2 separate regions of the Danio rerio genome follow, and region 2 is linked to region 1. The links are chromatin contacts, called in public HiChIP or PLAC-seq maps. All regions are on one chromosome and are shown on one strand. Each heading gives the region's core, a stretch centred on a gene start, on an enhancer-like site or on the middle of the called end of the contact. The rest is flanking DNA. Distances are from core to core; before and after follow the strand shown. Region 1 holds the start of pdgfra (platelet-derived growth factor receptor, alpha polypeptide). Region 2 has its middle 24 kb from the start of spata18.

Evidence for each region. HiChIP or PLAC-seq counts read pairs in DNA pulled down with a chosen protein or histone mark.
Region 2: an H3K4me3 HiChIP or PLAC-seq map of embryo shows a contact between it and region 1, with 13 times the contacts expected there. The contact joins the enhancer-like site here to the promoter of pdgfra in region 1. A contact is called at or near these places in 5 of 18 Hi-C or Micro-C datasets (caudal fin, embryo, fibroblasts and 1 more) and 2 of 4 datasets of contacts at active chromatin or transcription factors (caudal fin and embryo).

Annotation. Positions count from the first base shown.
Region 1 is chr20:25,024,342-25,028,787 of GRCz12tu, reverse strand. pdgfra (platelet-derived growth factor receptor, alpha polypeptide) reads left to right here and starts at 2,594. Exons shown (of 29, transcript NM_131459.3): 1 at 2,594-2,804. LOC141379564 (a long non-coding RNA gene) reads right to left here and starts at 2,434. Exons shown (of 3, transcript XR_012396420.1): 1 at 2,234-2,434; 2 at 1,559-1,659.
Region 2 is chr20:25,745,295-25,749,826 of GRCz12tu, reverse strand. No RefSeq gene overlaps it. Among named protein-coding and RNA genes, the nearest start is that of spata18, 24 kb to the left of the region's middle. Within about 2 kb of position 3,211, at least 5 of the 62 cell types and tissues checked have an H3K27ac peak or open chromatin away from gene starts, as enhancers often do.

The DNA.
Region 1 (4,446 bases), core at 1,345-3,844:
GGACTTGAATAACCAACAGGAGAGAGATGAATGCAGGGTCTCCCAGAGAAGGAACGGACATATACGCCACCATGTGGTAATAGTTCCCTGTAGATGTAGGTAAACAGCTTTTCCTTCTTTAAAAAGGACCCTCCGTCGAAACATCAGAAATGTCTCTCTCTGTGTGAGCATATGCCTGTAAAAGTGATTTATTCGTCTTGGCGTCAGTCAAACTAAAAGGAGGTCGAGTCGACTGAAGTACTGGTGTCCCGAAGCTGACTCGCATTCTCCCGCCCGCTCGCGCATACTGGACATTCTTCTCAGCTGAGTTCCGATCAAACAGACACATCATGACCGAATGTGGAATACTTAACAACATATTGGTTTGGTGCTTTAAACAAACAAACAAACAAACAAACAAACAAACAAACAAACAAACAAACAAACAAATAAATAAATAAATAAATAAATAAATAAATAAATAAAAATAGCTTCCATAAACCACTAGCACCAAATATTTTATATCTAATAACAAGCTACTTATAATGTTGTTAACGACTTTATAAGAGTGGTTAGACGATGTAGCTGCTTTAACTGACAGCTTGTATCTTACCAAACAGTTTCAGAATCGCTGTCAAAAATCACCGCATTGGAAACGAATCAGAAACTATGTATTGATCTAGCGGTAATGTTCAGTACTGCGCCTAAAGAAAACATAACCTCTAATTTGAAACACAACTTTATATTTATGGCTTTGATTTTTACTTTACAGTAAAGCATACTTTGGAAGGAAAAATCATATTACCCATATATATATATATATATATATATATATATATATATATATATATATATATATATATATATATATATATATATATATATATATATATATATATATATATTAATATATATATATAAAGCTTGAGAAAAAAATTGGATTGTGTGCAATTACATAGGCTAATAATTATGATGATGATGATAATGATAATAATAATAATGATAATAACAATAAAATGTTCAATTTATGACAGTTTAAGCTGGAAATTTCTTTTATACTAAAAAAAATACTAAAGGCCCATATTTAATTATGGGCTATTAAAGTTTTTTAAAATTAATTAGTTTAATTAGAGTAATTAATTGCATTTTAAGATGTGAATTGAAAAGTTCCTTTCTGGATACTTTAGCTCGCTCAGCATCTTTTTGGCTTATAACTTTTGGAAACAGTTATGCAGAAACCCTAAAAACAACATACAACAGCAGTTTAATTATACCTGTGGAATTGTGCTTATTGGCAGCAAATTTTTGCTTTTGCTCATTTCAGTGCATTTAACGGATTCCAAACTAAGCACCGATCGCCGCTATTTCTGAATGCTTCAGTTTTAGTCTCAGAGATTAGAGTCTTTTGTTTCCAGAACAAGGGACTCTGTTCTTTTGAGCGACCGGGCGGCACGAACATGTGGAAATAATTGTGCTGAGCAACTGGAGATGTGTGTTTCTCTGCGAGGGTGAGCTGCAAGGCTGCAGGAAGAGCAGCGAGGGCTAGAGGGGGCCAAGCTTGCCCCGGGGCTTCACTCACCACATGCCGGCTCACTCATCTGCACAGAGCTGCAAATCACCGTGTGCTGCGTCGCGTAGGGTACTAATTCATAATGAGCCATTATCTGCAGCCTGCCATGTCTTAAAAAAAGCCAAAGGGAAAGAAAACAGAAAAAGATGTTGTTGTTAGTAAGAGTTTGACTAAACTTTCAGATATCGAATACAAATTATATAGCATATGTCTTTGATGTTATTTATTCAAAACTACGCTGTAATAAATTAGAGAGAGAGAGAGAGAGAGAGAGAGAGAGAGAGAGAGAGAGATTAAAACGAGAACCACTAAATGTGTTTCTTGTGTTAGAGCGCCCCCTGCGTAAATACGCGTGCGCCTTTGATGGACCCCCAATTTTTTTCTGCTGAATGAGCTATTTCAGAAACACACTGTACTCGACGCTAAATTATTAGCATTATTAACCATACTATCCATTATTATCTCATAATCACATAATTTCATCACATAGCCTATATTTAGTGTGCCATCTTGCGTGCACTCCAAAGTCAGAAACCACACAATACAAGTGTGAGTAATTTTAAATCAAGATCCACAAAACAATGCGCAAAACTGCAGCAGCAGCAGCATGAAGCACTGAAAAGCACAATCATCTAAAAGCTGAGCGTGAAGAATGGAGCGTGATGACAAGGTTAATCTAGTTACCGAATGTAATTGTGCATTCCCAATTCCTTGATTTCTTTCCTACCTAAGCCTGTATAAAAACACTTTTAATGGGTCACTTGACTTCATTGTCCCCGCAAAAAGATCCCTTTATTCCAAAAGGGCCCCTCTTAGACTTTACAAAAACATATGGTCCTTTTCTTCCCCGCTCAACCTCTTTTCATGCACCTCCTTCAGAACTGCAGAGCACGGAGAAATCTGACTCCTCTTCGGAGCCGCAGTGTGAAAACACGGACTCTTATTTTGAAAAGACGCCTGGGGCAGAGGGAGAGAGAGGAGGGGCAGTTTCCTGAGAGTTATTTACTTTGAGCCAGATGATTAGTTCTCTGGGAAGGATGGACTGTAGCATTGAATCAATTACAGGTTGCTGTTGCAGAGGCGCATTTGTGTGAGTGGCCGTGGAGCAGGACGGAGGAGCGCAGCACAAGGGAAAGGATTACTACTGCTTTACAACTGAGGACCCTTGGGCTTATTAGAGTATTTTACAAGAGCTTTGCCATTCATTTTGGCTGTTCTTTTTTATCAAAGGGAACAACCAAAAGGGATTAAAAAGGTATTGTATGTTTCAATTAGTTTAATTAGTTTCTTTTGTATTTTCGTTCATGCAAAGTTCCCTCGAAAACGGTTGAACCTCTGAACATAATTGCACTTACTCAGGATTAGACTAATTAAATGTGTTCTTGATTTCTTTTTTTAACAGTTGAGGTTTTTATTAATTAGTTTTCTCTATCTCTGAAACGACCAGTAAAGATAAATTAAACATGCATGCAAATAAATAAATAAATAAATAAAAACATTCGATTTGATAACTTGTTAAAAAGGTTTTTACTTATAAATAATCATGTTCAAGTATTTTTCCCATCAATGCTCACAATGGACACGTACGTTTTTTTACCTAAAAAAGAAAAGATTTTTCTTTTTATTCTGGACACTTTTGCATCGAGCAGGATTATGTCCCATCCAAGGAACAGCGTTATCCCGTAAAGTTAAAGCCTGGTTGTGCTGGATCTCAGTTGGAGCCGCAGGCGCGCAGCTGGGGGTGTCTCAGCCCGTGGAGAGGCGCTCCGCTGGCATCTAATGGCAAACACATTTCTGACTGGAATTGGAGAGTTCTTTGTGCCTTAAAATATTAATCGGATGACCATTTCTATACTGGAATACCACTTAATGGATTAGTAGTCTTCTGAAAGGATATGTATGTGTTGCAAATAGCGATGGAGAAGTAGAAGGAAAGTTTGGCAAACTTATTTGCCGCGTTCTGCGCTGAAGCCCAAGTCGATGATGATGAAGCTGCATGAATGGGAAACTTCTCTCACATCTGGATTAACTTAATGCAATTTTTTGTAGTATTTACCAAGGACTGATGAGACTGTGTTGCTTGGCTGTTATTGTAATAAGACTGGAAAATGTTTAATCATTATTTTTTTCGCCCCTTCCTGCTTTTATACTGGACTTATGAACGTCTCCTCATTTTACACCGCTTTCTTTTATTCTCATGGAAATCGCTTTTACGCGTGAACTAACCAGGTGCTGGACGGCACCCCTCGCTCAGCTGTTGCCCGAAAGTGTCAAGCACAGCGGATGGGTTGTGTTTGGCAGCCAGTTGCGCATCTATGTGTGCGTGTGTGGGCGCCTTGCGATGGGGGGTGCGCGCCGAATATGTGCGGACGCTCCCGACACCGCTGGCTGGGCAGATGAGCGGTACCAAACGCGCACCAGTCTGCCATTACACAAAGGATTCCCACGGCAATCCGATGGACTCTGCACAGAAAGGGGTCGACTAATTACAGTCTTACTCGACACCCCCGGATTCACCAAGGATAACTGGCTTGAGAGGGATGACACGAGCAAACGGGAACTTCGCTGGGCTGTAAAACTCTTTCCCCCCTTTGCTTTGAGCTTTTCCCCTTCACTTTGAAAAACTGCTGAACCATTTTTTTTAAACTAAATGGATCTAAAATATTTGCTCAGTTTTTAATTAGTTTTAAACAAATTTACAGAAAACTACATTTTAATAAATATAACATTTCATCCGGATATAACTGAGTTTTTGCAGAGCTAACCACTTCAGACTGATTGGCATTGACTGTCTGCTGGAGCGCTGATGGAACCCAGGGGTCCGAGCATCAGACAGAGATAAAACACGCGCGCGCGGAATGTCTGATTAGAAACAAGCGCTTAAACTAGTGACTGGT
Region 2 (4,532 bases), core at 1,962-4,461, 720 kb before region 1:
AAACTGTCTCTTAAATGAGGTTAGACAACATACTTTAGTTTTATGCACTGAACTTCTCTGACCAAATTGAAAATATAATATGGTATGATTAATACCCATGATGTGTAGATCTTCTCATCTTCTCACCCCCCAAAACATATTGCACATTGTCAAACTCTCCCCAATTTCTACTTTATCTCACACACTCTCAATCTTTGTGTGAAGGGGCATTAAATATGTCCTGGTTGTGCTTTGTGAGCTGTGTCGTGTGAGTTGTGTTCTGGCCATGAGCTTTTTTTCTCAGTCTGAAAACTGGACTGAACTACACAGTTAACACAGTCATATATCACTGTACACACAGACAGGGTTACAGGTGAACAAACTACACAACATAAATCACAAGCGGAATAAAATCATGAAGGGAAAGGGGGATTAGTTTAAATAATACATGAGAAAAAGAACAGAAAAAAACTGATAACCTGTTAAACAATTGTACATGCTTTTGTTGAGTATATCCATTCACTAATGTTCCTTCCTAAAACAGTAACTTTATGTGGTACTTAGTTACTTTTTAAGGAAAGTTACGTGTAATGATTTTCAGTTTGGGTCGGGCTTGCATGTTAGTAGTACTATATTATACATATTTTTAAATAATGTGAAGCCCTTTAACACCAAAAGTGAAATGAGAAGTAAATCTCAGGCTGAAGAAAATGTAAATGTCTTGTCTGTTTGAGGGTGCAGCTTTAATAAACATGCATGAAAAAAGTTAAACCCTTTAGCAATGATTATCCTGTTTTTGCAGTATTTATCAATTATAAGGGTACTTAACAGTACTGAACTTAAAGAATCATGCATACAGATTGTACACAGCACATGCGCACTTATTCTCACCACAGGGACAGAAGAGCTGTCAGTGAATAAATGGCAAAATAAAGTAACAGGTGTTACTTTTTTGAATAAAATAAATAAAAAATTAATTATATAGGCGACGCTGTGGCGCAGTAGGTAGTGCTGTCGCCTCACATCAATCAGGTCGCTGGTTTGAGCCTCAGCTGGAGCAGTTGGCATTTCTGTGTGGAGTTTGCATGTTCTCCCTGTGTTCGTGTGGGTGTCCTCCAGGTGCTCCGGTTTCCCACACAAATCCAAAGACATGCGGTACAGGTGAATTGGGTAAGCTAAATTGTCTATAGTGTATGTGTGTGAATGAGTGTGTATGGGTGTTTGCCAGTGATTGATTGCAGCTGGAAGGACATCGGCTGTGTAAAAAATATGCTGGATAAGTTGGGGTTTCTATCTGATGTGGTGACCCCTGATGAATAAAGGGACTAAACGGAAAATAAAATAAATGAATGAATATCTTTTTCTTAAATGGGTGTGTTCCACCCCTAATCCACCAACATACAATGACAGACAATTAAGTCTCCTGTTTCAAACTCATAAACAATCACAGATCATGTACAATGGACTTTGGCCCATGTAATAGTATAGCTTGAGATATTTATGTGAGTGTTACCTATATCTTGGCGTACTTTTCCTGACTGAGGTAATGTGTATCTAAATCATAAATACATATTCCCACAAAAACACTAAACAAAGTCCCTGAAGCTCCTTTGGCCTGTTAAATCCATCTGACGCAATTCTACCGAGTGACCACCGAACTACACTTTATGACTAGCAGGAGATTTGACTATCACGAGGTTATATCAAACATCAGCCAAGACATCTTAGCTTACATTATTAATGCAGGACAAGTTGTCCCAGTGAACAATTAGCCATGACATTACAACTATCCGGTCCAATAATGTCATGGGCTAAACCATCCACCGAGACATTAGCACATTATCTTATTTCCTCTAAAAATAAAGGTCAATGTCTTGTATAAAAAAAATTTTCAGTGAGACTGCGGTCCTCATTGTCAAATTTCCCCAGTCACATTTTGTAGTCATTTCACATCTGCTTGTGTTCACCGGCCTCATTTACTCACCTTTTTTTTGGGAAATGTCTGTCCATTTGCTCATAAGTGGAAAGCTTTGAGGCTGCAAGACGGTGTCTGTTAACTTGAAAAGGGTCTGTAAGAAAAAACAACAGAGATCTGCCACTGCGCTGTGACGTTTATAAGGCTTTTCTTCTTTTCATTTGTCACACCTCAAAGGCCCCATTTTCTCACTCAAAAGAAGTGGGTACGGTGGGATGCGATTAGCTTGGCTTCAACTGTGGGGAAAACTGCAAAAAGGAAAATAGGTAAAATGTTACTTTAGCATAGCTGGGGAAAACTTAAATAAACATTTTAAAAATTGGGATAAATTTTATGCCATGTAGTAAAGCAGGAGAAGGGGGCCATGTTTCTCAGAAGCCTGTTGTTTAACACATCGTTAAAGGGGTCAGAATAGTGAAATAGTAATGTTTCGTAACAGGCTAACCAAAATATGTCCTGTGCACCTTAAGAGGCCTCAGACAGAACAAGCTTCAATGAGAAAGCTACATGTGTAGTGCTTTAGATCAGAGGGTTTCAGCTCCCTTGGGCCCTGTCAGAAAGTCTAGGAGGCCCAGAGAACATTCATTCATTTTTTTCGGCTTAGTCCCTTTATTAATCTGGGGTCGCCACAGTGGAATGAAGCGCCAACTTATCCAGCATGTGTGTTACGCAGCGGATGCCATTCGGCTGCAACCCATCACTGGGAAACAGCCATACACTCTCTTTTACACACAATTTATGTCTTTGCACTGTGGGGGAAAATGGAGCACCCGGAGGAAACCCAGACGAACATAGGGAGAACATGCAAACTCCACACAGAGGCGCCAACTCAATCAATCAATCAATCAATCAATCAATCAATCAATCAATCAATCAATCAATCAATCAATCAATCAATCAATCAACTTTAATTTATATAGTACTTTACAACCACGGTTGACCAAAGTGCTTTACACCAGCAAAAGCAGATTATACAACACAACATAGAAAGAGACGATGCAAAACTACTACGCCATCGCGTCACCCAGCTTTACGTTTGCCACATGTAAAATAAAATAAAAGAAACAGACATATGGTGATTGTGGGTAGCTCTAAAAGGCCGCTGTCAGTTTTTTGGGACATATGAGTGGTGTACGTTGAGGTAGGTAACCCAACACAGAGCCACTGACCAAACACAAGTTGTTGCACATGATCGCAGTTAGCACTGGGCCCTCACCGCGGCCCTTATAAGAAACACATGGAGAGTTATGATGATGGGAAAAACAGTGGTGTGTTAGTGAGCCGTGCGGCACTGGGATCGTCCAGGTGTGAGTCTCTATACTTTACGGCGCTCAAGAGACTTTTTTACTGAACAGGCTGATTTGATCCTTGCACGGAAAGCTCTGTTAGTCCTCTCCAAATCCCTACCAATTACATTTCTGAAAAATACAGATCATGTGCTGAGGATGGTGACAAAATGAGAAGAGAAGGAGTTTTATGGGAACTGAATTTGGGTCCAAATGAAGGCTACAGATTTCACATTTGCATTCATAAGGCTTTAGTTGGAGCCTGTGACAGAGTTATAGCAACATGACTTTATAGGCCAGCTGCAGTAGCACTTCTTCAAAACTCAACATTTAAATACATTCAGCAATACACTTCGATATTTACAGGAAAATAAAAGCTGAGTTCAGAATAGAGCTGAACACTTATAATTTGGGTGACGCAGTGGCGCAGTAGGTAGTGCTGTCGCCTCACAGCAAGAAGGTCGCTGGCTCGCTGGTTCGAACCTCAGCTCAGTTGACGTTTCTGTGGCATGTTGGCATGTTCTCCCTACTGTATAAGTTAGCGGTTCATTCCGCTGTGGCGACCCCGGATTAATAAAGGGACTAAGCCGACAAGAAAATGAATGAATGACTTATAATTTGTACATTCTTCTCTAGCTATGAATCCTTCCAAAGACGTGAATTAAGCTTATTTAAAAAATAAAACTCCTGTTCCATCTGAGTCAAAGACATAACCATCACTTCCTGATAAATGGTGCCAAATATTAAATAGAAAAACAGAATTTAATGCAGAAGGAGAAGCCACTGTGGGACTTTTTTCCTTGTTTATTAATTTACTTGCACATCAAAAGACAGAGATGAAATACAACGAACGCGTGGTGGCTTTTGGAATCTCAAGACTAGTAATTATACAGAATAGAGGTTGGTAATAATACCGAATGGAAGAAATAATAGAGGTAATAATATTGAAGCACATTGATACCAGAATTTTGCAAAGTAACTTAAGAGTAACCAAACCATAATCACATGATTTTTAATGTGCATTTTAGAATAAGTTTTCATCACAGTTTGTGCATTTTTTCTTATGGAACAAAATAGTATATCCTACTCAGTTGTGTGTAGTTTTATGTGTTTTTAAAAAATTTATGCACATCTTGGCATTTCCATTAAGCAGTTTTTATTCTTTAATAATTTTATGTGAATACAGGTGAATAGAAACATAGCTACTGCACTGTAAAAAAAAATCCTGGTTGCCTTGGAGCTGAATCAAATTAACCTTGAGTCCATTGAACTTATAGACCATTTAAATGTGG